Linked DNA regions of Mus musculus: region 2 is linked to region 1. Evidence: chromatin contacts called from public Hi-C data. All regions are on one chromosome and are shown on one strand. Each heading gives the region's core, a stretch centred on a gene start, on an enhancer-like site or on the middle of the called end of the contact. The rest is flanking DNA. Distances are from core to core; before and after follow the strand shown. Region 1 overlaps Washc3 (WASH complex subunit 3). Region 2 has its middle 35 kb from the start of Gm51779.

Region 1 (6,091 bases), core at 1,768-4,267:
CTAAAAGCAACACATTCCTGGAGACAATCAGAGGGTGCTCATGGCATCTTAGGGAGGAACGCCCCTGTCGCCCCACAGTGCATCTTAATACTGAGAGAGCTTGAAAATAAAAGCGATGTGTCTGTAATCTCCAGGACTCTCCAGGAGTGAAGTCGTGGTCACTACATGGGTAGTCTGCAGACTCCAGTTTTTTTTTTTTTTTGGTTTTTCGAGACAGGGTTTCTCTGTATAGCCGTGGCTGTCCTGGAACTCACTTTGTAGACCAGGCTGGCCTCGAACTCAGAAATCCGCCTGCCTCTGCCTCCCAAGAGCTGGGATTATAGGCGTGCACCACCACCGCTCGCCAACTCCAGTCTTTATACTAGAGAAAACACCAAGAAGGCTTGAGAAGGATATTTCTACCCTGTCTAGTTAGAAGATGAAATGATTCTAAACAATCAGGAGAGGAAGCAGGAGGAAAGATGACAGGGTCACAGGGTGCGTAAGCTCGGCACAGGTGGAGTTCACGTCTACGAGTAAGAGCGCAGTGGCACTGAGAGAGAGGCAGCACATGGCTGTACCAGGTGAGGCTTTGTGGCACCACTGATCCCTTTTAAGAGTATGAAATTAGGGCTGGAGAGATGGCTCAGAGGTTAAGAGCACTGACTGTTCTTCCAGAGGTCCTGAGTTCAAATCCCAACAACCACATGGTGGCTCACAACTATCTGTAATGGGATGGGATGCCCTCTTCTGGTGTGTCTGAAGAGAGCAACAGTGTACTCATATACATTAAATAAATAAATAAATATAAAAAAAAAGAGTATGAAATTATACTGTGGCAGTAAGTGCTGTGGACACTTTTGTTGGAGAGAGATTTGCTTTGTTTTAGACAAGGCTTTGTTTTCGTCAATACACCCCCCCCCCCAATTCATAGCATTCATAGGCTTAGGAACAGTGACCCTCAGAAGCCTTTGAGAACAGTGGGGCATCTCAGTCAAACCTCTGACCTTCCAGCAGAGTAAAGCACTTTTCACTACCTTAAGACAATCTACAATGAAGGCATGCTCTAGAGTTAGCTAGAGCTAGGCTGCTTGCGGGAATGGCAGGGTCTTAGTTAGAGTTTCCATTGCTGTGAAGAGACACCATGATATGGCAACTCTTATAAAGGAAAACATTTAGTCGGGGCTGGCTTACAGCTCAGAGGCTTAGCCAATATTGTCATGGTGGATGGCATGCAGGCAGACACAGTGCTGGAGGAGCTGAAAGTTCTCCATCTTGACCCACAGTCAGCAGGAGACTGTGTGCCACACTGTATAGCTTGAGCATCTGAGACCTCAAAGCCTGCCCCCACGGAGACAGACACACGTCCTTCCACAAGACCACACCTACTCCAACAAGGCCACACATCCTACTAGTACTGATCCCTATGAGTCAAGCTTTTCAAACACACATATATCCATGGGGGTCATGGCTATTCCAACCACCACAGCAGTAAATAAAGTATGCTTATCATCTCATCCATATCCCACTCAACTTTGCTCATTTCCACACTGAAGGAGCTAAGTCTCCTGAGGAGAGCATACAATGGAGTAGAGAGTAAGAGAAAACAGGTATCTCATCACCCTGGATCACAAGACCTTTTAGATTCTTCTCCTGTCACTGACAAACTAAGCGAATAGTTGTCATAGTCTCTAACAACTTCTGCCTGGCATTTTCTAAAGCAGGTGGTGATGTCATCATGCTCCTCCATTCTGATTTCGACAGCTGCTCACAACGAATGCAAGAAACACAAAAAGTGCTTATTTAGAGGTTAATAACTGGACTTGAAAAATTAGTGTCAACATTAGGAGGCACCTCCTGCCTTGGTCCTATAAAGCATTTAAAACCAACAACTTGAAGAAACCGGAGCTAATTATTCATTCCTATATGACTATAGCTAGAGCAGAGAACAGGCAGGCAGCAACATGCCGTGGTTAAAAACACTCAGCACTGTCTCTTTAGACTGAGTGCCGTTAAAGTGCTGTCACACTTGGGGCTGTAATCACTGTGATTAAGACCATGACCCAAAGCAGCCTGGGGAGGAAAGAGTTTATTTCAGCTTACAACTCTCAGCTCACAGTCTATCACTTATGGAAGTCAACGCAGAAACTGAAGGCAGGAACTGAAACAGAAGCCATGGGGGGCGAGGGGGGTGAGGGGGTGTGTTTGTGTGTGATGGCTGCTTATCAACTTGCTTATCACAGGCTGCTCAGCCTGCTCTCTGTAGAACCTGGGACTACTTGCCCAGGGGTGGTCCCACCAGTGGGCTGGGCTCGGCCCTGCCACCTCTACCATTAATCAAGGAAATGTCTGACAGACTTGCTGCAAGCCAATCCAATGACTGCATTTTCTCAGTTGAGAGTCCTTTTCCTAGATGACCCCAGCTTGTATCACTTTGACAAAAGAATTAACCAGCACTGGTGCTAAAGTGAATATAAAGATTACCTATGGCTGTTTTTCCTCAGACAGTTTCCCCTTTGACTGGTGATATAATAATAATAATCTATAAATAATAATATACCTATAAATTATATATGTACTAGAATACTAATAGGGCAGATAACTTACAGAGGATCTATCTACCTCATAGGCATGTTAAGAACTTTTCATTTTGTTATCTGGTGAGATGGCAGGCTGTATGATTAGGAAAAATGATAGAGAGAGAGAGAGAGAGAGAGAGAGAGAGAGAGATAGACAGACAGACAGACAGAGCAAGAGAGCAAGTGAGAGAGGGCAATAGAACTGTTTTTAAGTAATTAATGACAGTATTATATACAGTCATAGAAAAGAGTATGAAATAACAATTTCCATAGTGAATACAGAAAACATGGCCGACTAGCTCAGGGAGGGAGATACTGTTGTTCCGGCCTCATGAAAGCCAGGATGTGGGATGAGGAGACTCTGAACGCAAAGCAATGGAGAGAAGCAGAGCCTAGGCTCAGAGCTGGGAAAGCTCTGCGCTGCAGCGAGGAAGGATTTGTGGTTTGGTTTGAATGAAGAATGGAATGCAGAACAAGGAGCAGTAGGAAATAAAAGCTGGGTAATAAGAGTCTGGGATACAGGTTGGCACAATGAACTAAAAACAATAAAATTCAATTTAACTTGGATGAACTTCCAGTTTGGGGATGGCAAGGCAAAGATATTGTTTCTCCCTTTCTTCTTGAAAACCACCCCCAAACAGTTAGAAAACAAGCTCCCACTTCAGTGACTAAGAGGCATGCAAGAACCACAACGCTTGGAAATTAAAAGCAGAGACAAGAGAGGATGATTGATGAGCTAGGGTAACCGATAAAGGCCAAGTGCGTGCGTCCCAGTGGGGGACACCACGAGTGAGCAGCAGCCCCACAAGGCTGGAGCACTTATGACACAGCAACACCTGGACAGAAGGCTAGGGGGAGGCCAGAACTTAAAACAAGGAAACCTGGTTTCAACAGAAAAAGTATGAGACAGAGCAAACTGGACCACTGCTGATGTTCAGGCCCAGAAACAAAAAATACGGTCTAGAGTTAAGTAATTCTAGCAAGTTATGCTTTCTTAACAAAACATTCACTTAAATAAAAAAATTATAAGATGTTTTTTAAGTTAGAGACCATTTTGAAAACACATATAGTCTGGCTCTGATTTCCACATGGAGAGATTCTGATTCTGTGGGGTGGAGTCATGAATCTGTACCTCATTCTGAAACAAGGCCAGAGGACACGGTCCCTTAACCTAGGCTGACTAAGGAAGGCGTCACTTAGAAGGACTATTTTGAATGAAGAGCCGAAGGAAATGGTGAAGCCACTTGGGAAAAAGTGTTTCAGATAGGGAGTAGCTGCTGTGAGGAACCCCAAGTCGCTGACTGACTGCCCACTTGTCCATGGAGCATCACAGAGACCTGCAGACACGAGGCTGAGCACACACCTGCCGGGTGAGCCGGGGCAGAGAATGAGGACTGGTACTAGAAAGTAGCAAGCCGGAGACTCAGAGAGGATCTGCCCTGAAGGCCTTACTTTATGTAATTAATGACAAAAATCAGAACTGAAATAAGCTTTGGGAATGTTAGTTGGCTAGCTAATGTGAGCTCGGACGTGTTTAGTACACATCTGTGCCATAACTGGGCGGGGGCAGTGGTGCACCTCGTCTGCAGGAGCTTTGAGACTCTCCAGGTAGATACCGGGGGGGGGGGGGGGACGACTGACCCTACTTCCGGGCACTGTAGTCCCAGTCGTATAACTGTGATGACTAACACAGTGTGGAGACAATGGGCAGGGGAGGACACTCTCCAGAGAGAAAGCCTCAGGACAGCAAATAACAAGCTGTGTGCACTGTTTCTTTATGCGATTCTCCATTTCATATCTCTGGATCACAGCTGACTGCTTAACTGCAATTGTGGAAGGCGGTGCCACGGGTACAGAGCACTGCTACCCAGCACTAAATACGGCGTTTTTGTGAGAGGTTTCAGAAAATTCCAGTCCACTTTCTCATTTCTTATACTGATTAGGTCAGAACACACCAACAGAAAGAGCTTTCATTGTCATTTCTGAAGGTTTTTCTTTCTTATCTTGAGAGCTGTACAGTTTTAAGAATTTCTCTCTCAGGTGTAGTCTTTCCTGGGTTTTGGCTTTGAACTTGGATCCATCATTACTCATACTCAAGCTGACATTGTCCTTGCTCTTATTAAAAATTTACACATTCTTACCCCCAAGTCCACCTTACTCCCCAAGCCTAGGGGCCAAGGCACAGACTGTCAACGCACCATCCAAAGCCACACTGAGAAGAAATCATGGACCTCAACCTCAACACCCCAGTCAGACCTCTCTGCTGTAGGCCAGCAGTATTGGCCTTCAAGTCACAATGCTACTGACTAGGAAACAAATTTACTTTTTAGACTTCAGCACTTTGTTGCCTGATAACAAAATGCTATAAAAGCATTCATTTTCCTTTTCCCATGAATATTTTTGATTAGCAGAAAAATAATAATCCAGTTAGCTCTTTCCAATTACATGCAGTAGGGCTTTCTATAAGCATGGGAGTAAATTTACTTCTGCTACAGACAACCGCAAACATTTTCTACATCATGCCACGCATAATTTCTTAGAAAAACATAAACCCTAAAGGTATATATTAAAATTATTTTCTTATGTAGCCAAGTGTGCTGTGTTCTTTTTTTTAGAAACCAAATTACTGATAGATGAACAGCAAAATAAAATATACTTTAAAACCATATTTACACTGGCATATGGAAAGCAAACTCAGTTTACCAAACCAACAGCTCTCTTTCATTTTTTTTTATACAGCCAAGATTTCAAATACAATAATAACAATAATGGTGCAGATCTACACTGAACGATGTGAACCCCCATCAACTACAAGTGTAATTAATTTTAATGGGAAAGGCTGGACTTCTGGTTTCTTTTAAGGAATGCATTATGAAGTAGGAAAGATGCAAGAGACTTGAAAACTTGGTCTTTCTGGTTAGCAGTTTTCTTAGACTAGAAAAGATACAGTGAAATCCCTAGGGCAGACAGAGAAGACAGACAGAATTCGCTTACCACTTGAACCATCTTGAGGTATCTGGCATACCGTGGATCCTTGGCTACGGTCAGGACATTTTCTGATGGCGCTTCACTCTCCTGTGCTCCAGAGTCTTGCGTGCTATTCTGCTGTAGAGAGTTTTATGTAAATCTTTAGACAGTTCACAGAAAGGATCCATCATGCTACTTAAAATCAATGTTCATTTTTAAAATTATGAGGCAATAAATACTCAAAAATTGTACTTTTACATTTAAATAACAATCATTTAATTATAGGATATTCATTCCCAAATAGCTATACTTATAGATTAAACTTAATCAATAACAGATTGTTCCTGAGATGCAATGAATTTCTATGAAACATGGTAAGCGGATACCCCAGGAAAGTAGCAAAACAACTTGTCAGCTGCACAATTAATGGACAGCAAATTACTTTTCTAGGTACCTGCCATCCGCCCTACTGTCCCTCATTTATTTAACCATTATCTTCTAAGTGGATATGGAGATTCTAAGTTTTCAGAAGGCAGTGCTCAGAGATTTCTTGGAGAAAACCAGAT
Region 2 (6,091 bases), core at 1,467-3,966, 81 kb before region 1:
AATTGCATACAACAAAAGAGGTTTTTTGGTTTTCAGAACAGAGAACTGGGAACAATTCTCCCTGAAGAGGTGGACCAAACTGAACATGAAAAGGGTCTACTTGATTCCCCAACACAGCTGGTTGAAAGTAACGCCATTTTCTGTTCTACAAACAACCATGTTCTATAGCAGCATGAACACTCTTCTCCCTCTCTCCCTCCTCTCCTTCCTCTCCTTCTCCCTCTTTTTTCCTCACCCCCTCTGTGTGTGTGTGTGTGTGTGTGTGTGTGTGTGTGTGTTAGTGATGACCCCCACCTCCAAGGGAACTCTGTCACCTTCCTGGGACTTCATTTACAAACCGGAGTGACAATTTCTTTACACTTCCTTCTGGCAATGGGAGAAATATCATTTCCCCTTGAGAGATATAAACTACACGTCAGACGCTCTGAAGAAGAGCAGAAAAGAACCTTCATATTTAATATTTATTGAATCCTACTTAACCCAGCATTTCCCAACCCCTTTGCCTTACATAATAATGCTCATAACTAATTCCACACTTTGTCTTTTTTATGTGGCTGGGTGCTTTTGAAGAGGCACTTTCCAGTATCCTGTATGCTCAGGAGATAACCACGGGACGTGGCTTCCAGTTGTTCCTCAGGGATCAAAGCTGCAACTATGATTATGAAATCCTGAGATTTGTTAGAAAGGTTTAAAGGTTCGGCAAATTTACAGGTCATGGCTAGTTTCCTGAAATGGACCACAGGGGGCGCTAGTGGACTGTCATAATGACTGCCACACTCCAGACTTGGCAAGGAAGGGCCAGGCTGGAGCTGTGGCAACCAGGGGCACTTGAGCAGATCCTTTCTCAACTGAATGGAAAGCTACTGAGAACTTGCTCCTATCCCTTTTGGATTTCTGTTTCTTCTGGATGGGTGGTGGTGGTGGTGGTGGTGGTGGAAGAAAGGGACAGAATTCAGAAAAGAAATCTTTTGCCCTTATCCTCAGAGATCAGGTGGGGGGTGGAATCCCATAAAGCAAGACTTTTCATCTACATATCAGTGGCTTGTGCTCACTTTGAGCCAGCTGTGGTTGACCATGGAAGGCCTTATTTTTTTCTTTATAAATTCTTTTATTATAAATTAAAAAGGAGGGCGCAGGGTGTGGTATGCACGACTCTAAACCTGGCAGTCAGAAGGCTAAGGCAGGAAGATGGGGAATTCAAGTCTAGCCTGGGCTACATATTGCTATCCATACAGGGGAGAGACAGATGTCTTTAGAATATACATTTGTTTAAATTAAAAAAAACCCTTAATGTTCTATAACTTTGCTGCTTTTAATGATCTGGCAGGCTATAAGGGGCTTTGGTGCAAAATGGACATACATATCTTTTTATCATCTTTGTCATGTGGCACATATTAATGAAGGCAGCCCAACTTAAACACAATTAACTCATGGAGTGACTTTCCCCCTTTTGGGTGCTAGGGACTTAACTCAGGGTCTTGTGTATACAGGCAAAGTCTCTACCACTGAGTTAACATTCAAGTCCTTCGGAAATACTTAGCAGGCTATTGGTTTCTTTCTGTGTATGTCCTGTCTTCCCAACCAATACTCCCTGAATGTAAGGGTTCCATTTAGGAAGACTCCTTCACAAAAGCCTTTTAAAAGCTTGCCCTCAGAAGAAAGTATAAATGGGAATTGGACGGTAGCCCACAGGCAGAGGCAGAGGCTATGTTCCCACAGAGATAGTCTGTACATGGCTGGTTCAGAGAACTTTTGAGTTTAGAGGATTTTCAACATTCAGTTAACAGCATCATTTCTTTGTATATAGAAAGTGACCAAGGCTCTCAAGTGAGGCTGCTCAGTACCAGCCCTTCCAGTGCTCGAGGTTCTGACTCCTGTTCTTAAACAGGGTGCAACCTCCCAGTACTACAATCGACCTAGTCCTGGGTGTTCCAGAGATTCCAGATGTTAATCTTCACCAGCAGCGAGGGGTGTGAAGCATCACATCACACCCACCAGGGCTCCACTACCCTGTGAAACAACTTGTTTGGACAATTTCATCTTTGTCCGAATGGGAGCAGAAGAGGAAGCCGACGCGGAACACCGAGCTCAGTTGAGGATCTCTGACCAGTCACTACCCCGCTCCTCTCGCAGGGATGCTGGGAAGAACTTGGACGTGACAGAGGAGACAGTTTACACTCTTGGAAAGTTACTGGTGCCTTAGAATTCCAGGAAGTGCTGAATCATAGAGTCACAGACTAGGAAAAGCTTCATAAGAAAAAGATGAAATGAGTATCCGCCGAACACCTTCCATAAAGTGGGGTATATTTTACTTCAACCTCAGTCGCTCCGCTCTGGGTGAGGAAACCGAGAACCACAGTGGAGTAGAAACTTGGCCCCAGTTACTGAACCCGTAAGCTCAGATTTGGACTAGGTTGTCAAATGATGGAGTCATTGCTGGGAACTATTATTATATCAAGGGGTCCTATTTTCACTTTCTGGTTCCAACCGCAGGTAACACAGCACACACTTGTGCGCGATGCCCTCGTCTTTCTTCAGAGCCTTCACTAATAGCAAAGTTCTCAAAGTCACTTGTGAATGTCAAGTTCTCCCTAGGATCTAACTGCAGTCCCTTCAGAGGCACTGCCCTCAGGGGACACGGAAAATGGCTGTAACAGTCCCAGCAGCAGCTTCCCTGACTGGGTTCCAAATTGCTTCTGTTAAAAGAATTGCCAATTCAAAACACATGCGCTGTCTTCAAGCTGGGCCCCACCCCAGATGCTAGGCTTGTTTGAGCCCCTTTCAGGCTTAGCCTGGATACCAGTCCCAATCAAGCCTGGGGACCTAGACAGACAGCAATCAAGATGGAGAAAGGCTCCTCTTCCCCTCTCACACTCCAGCCAAGCCTCAGCTGGGTCTGCTTTCTAAAGCATTTTCTAGGACTAACATTTTATGTAAACACACGAAGGGCCTCATCCTGCCAGGGCTTTGCCAGGAATGAGAAAACACCATTTCTTACGTAGAGACTTGCACATTTTCTATGTCTCTTTCCTAATAGAAAAATCTAGTCCTTTAGAACAAATGCGCACACGGATGACAGGACGTAAGGAGATACAGCCAATGGTGCAGTGGTTTGCATGGAAGAACAAATGAAAGCTTGTGGCAAATGTAGGGGACTTGGAAGCCAAAGATCTGTGTTTAAATATCAACAATGTCTCCTAGCAACTGTGTAATCCTTGGCTTGACTTCCCTGAGTATCAATTTTCTCCTCCATGAAATAAAAGTAATAATACCTAACTCTCCAGGCATGGTGGTATGTGCCTGTAAGCCTAATGCTTGAGAGGCAGAAGGATTATGAGTTCATGTTCTGGGCTACATAGCATGTTCCCAGCCAGCCTGAACTGTATAATAGGACTCGGCTTCAAAGCAGCAACAATAATAATGCTTAACTAATCAGGTAAAGTTACTAAATGCTACATAAAAAATTGCATTTATTTACTGGTAACAAGGGAATAAACCTATGGCCCTGTCCTGGTTTGCTTTCTATGGCTGTGTAAAGGCCTGGTCAAAACCAATTTGGGTAGGAAAGGTATATTTCAGCTTATGTGTCCTGACACTAGGGAACTCGGCGTAGAAAACCCAGGAAGGGGCCTGGAGGCAGGAACTGTAGCAGAAGCCATATCTCCCCCCCACACCCCAGGACTTGCTTAGCCTGCATCTTTTGTTTGTTTGTTTGTCTGTTTCAAGACAGGGTTTCTCTGCATAGCCTGAATGTCATGAAACTAGCTCTGTAGAGCGGGCTGGTCTCAAACTCATAGAGATCCACCTGTCTCTGCCTCCGGAGTACTAGGAGGGCTCGTGAGTCACCACCTGGTCTAGCCTGTACTCTTATATAACCTAGGACACACCTGCCCAGAGGTAGCACCTCTCACAGTGATTCATTTCAGTCATCCATCAAAGATGTGCCCCAAAGGCTTGTCCACTGGCCAATCGGATGGAGGAACTTTCTTAACCGAGATCCCCCCTCTCCTCAGATGCTTCTAGCCTATGTCAAGTTGACAAAAAGACCAACCAGTACAGCCCTTGTGCATGCTGAGCACATGCTCTGGCACTAAGTTATATCTCCAGCTCAATTTTTTAAAGGATATTACTATTATAACTATCGCTATTACTGGAGCAGTTTAAAAAAAGTATCAGACTTTGGAGAATAGCCTTTTATCTTGCACCATTGGGGAATATCTTTATATATTAAATAAATGCTGTTAAGAAAGTCCACATGTATTGAGTACCCACTACATACTGAGCTTTATATATCTTAAGGATTCTATGCTTTAGCTCATTGCTAGTCATCATAGAAGGTAATCGTGCTGTCTTTAGCACTCCCACTTTACAGAAGGGGAGAAGTGAGGCAAGGTCACCAAGCCCATGAGCTTCTAAGTTGTGGAATCTACGACAGTCTAACTACAGAATCCACACACCTGAGCACTATATCTGTAAGATCTCATTTATCTGAGACAGGGTCAAACCCAGCATGGCTGTTTCTTCTTTATACAGAGTATAGAGGTGAACAGTTCAGGACGAGGGGTTCTACCACACTCAAGGTACCTGCTCTGTCCCATATATACATGAAAGTAGATTATAGAGCCTCATCCACCATCCTTATAGCCCAAGAAGTAAGGGTGAAAAAGGGACAGGAGAGAAAGGGACAGATATATGTTGGTTTGTTACTAGTGTCTAGTCCTACATGTAGCCCTACACAACACCCATTGATTCCCAATGAACCCATTGATTACAGTAGCAAAGATCAATACAGACATTATTCTGCATGGCCTGTGGCCAGTTAGAAATGAGAGGATTTTTCTTGATGAAAGGGGGAGGATAACAAGAGGGTGTGTGTGTGTGTGTGTGTGTGTGTGTGTGTGAGCACTCCCTGTTCTTGCAGACGACCTGGGTTTGGTTCACAGCACTCACACGGTGGCTCATATTTACCAGGTACCCAGTTGAATGATGAATATTTTCTAAGCCCATATATTGCACCTATCTTTCAGCTCATCTCCTAGCCAAGGAAGTTGGGGACATGCCTTGAAATCTATAAACATCACTTTTACTTCCTCAGATGATGGCATGAGATGAGAACCACACCCAAGCTGTGCTAATGAATGGTTTGGGCCGAGACCAGAGCATTATTTCTTTCTCTGTTCTAACTATCCCTAGGCCTAGGCTGCACAATCTAATCTTCCAAGCTGACTAATCCAATCTAGGTTTCCTTGGCTTCTCACTGACTTGCTTGTCCCAGATTCATCCTACTTTGGCAATGTGTTCTAATCCTCTGGCTCCTCGTTCACTGGCTCATTCTCTGTTAACCTGTGCCTAGCTTGCTCTCTCTGCAACCTGTCTCTGTCAAACTTTCCTGGCAAAACTGTCACATGCACACACCACTGATCCTTCTCTCTGTCTCTGTCTCTCTCTTTCTCTCTGCTCTTAAAAAGCCTCTCCTTCCTGTGCTGTTCTTGTGTGACTTAGGTGTATCCTATCTTTGATTCATTCTGTCAAATCTTTCTCTGATTCATCACTTTGTCTACCCCTCAATTAGACATCTCTTTCAAACACAGCTGCTTTCTTCTACAAACTAACTTTACCTTCACTGTTAGGGACTAAAGGTGTGTACTCAGGGTGTGTGAGTCTGCCTTCCAAAGAGATCATTCTGCAATCTAGATCAAGTCTGCATTATGGCCTGACCGCATAGACCTAGAAGGTCTTTGGATGTGAACCCTTGCCAGAGCAGCTATGCTGTTGGATTAAACTTTCTATACAGAAATCCATTCATAGTAACCCTTTCAAGCCTTCTGCATCCTGGTCATAGGGAACTCTGCAGTTCAATTTACAATTCCAGCTTGGTGACAGACTTGACTCGGGTACCAACAGTGAAGCCACTAACTTATTAAGTAGACTCTGATTCATGTCTTCAGAAAATCCAGAAGGAGGAGGTGGATGGCAGAGTCCCACGGCAGACCATAGGCTCTGAGTGACATTTCACTGGCTTCTCAGATCCTCCAGAGGGGGCTTGGATATCAATCCCTCAAGGGTAGCATCACGGTTTCTGGGGCAACTT

Evidence for each region. A called contact is a pair of places that touch in the nucleus more often than the background predicts.
Region 2: a contact with region 1 is called in a Hi-C map of the C3H10T1/2 cell line, with 2.2 times the contacts expected there. The contact joins two enhancer-like sites. A contact is called at or near these places in 1 of 15 datasets of contacts at CTCF or cohesin (the NIH/3T3 cell line), 12 of 484 Hi-C or Micro-C datasets (3T3-L1-derived adipocytes, 8-cell embryo, the C3H10T1/2 cell line and 8 more), 1 of 115 datasets of contacts at active chromatin or transcription factors (bone marrow-derived dendritic cells) and 2 of 9 other capture datasets (adipose tissue and pancreatic islet).

The regions. Positions count from the first base shown.
Region 1 is chr10:88,218,822-88,224,912 of GRCm38.p6, reverse strand. Washc3 (WASH complex subunit 3) reads right to left here. Exons shown (of 7, transcript NM_026070.3): 5 at 5,553-5,663. Among named protein-coding and RNA genes, the nearest start is that of Washc3, 21 kb to the right of the region's middle. Within about 2 kb of position 3,017, at least 20 of the 459 cell types and tissues checked have an H3K27ac peak or open chromatin away from gene starts, as enhancers often do. A contact at or near this core is called in the C3H10T1/2 cell line, where this site is marked.
Region 2 is chr10:88,299,171-88,305,261 of GRCm38.p6, reverse strand. It overlaps a transcript of Washc3 not described here. Among named protein-coding and RNA genes, the nearest start is that of Gm51779, 35 kb to the left of the region's middle. Within about 2 kb of position 2,716, at least 39 of the 459 cell types and tissues checked have an H3K27ac peak or open chromatin away from gene starts, as enhancers often do. A contact at or near this core is called in the C3H10T1/2 cell line, where this site is marked.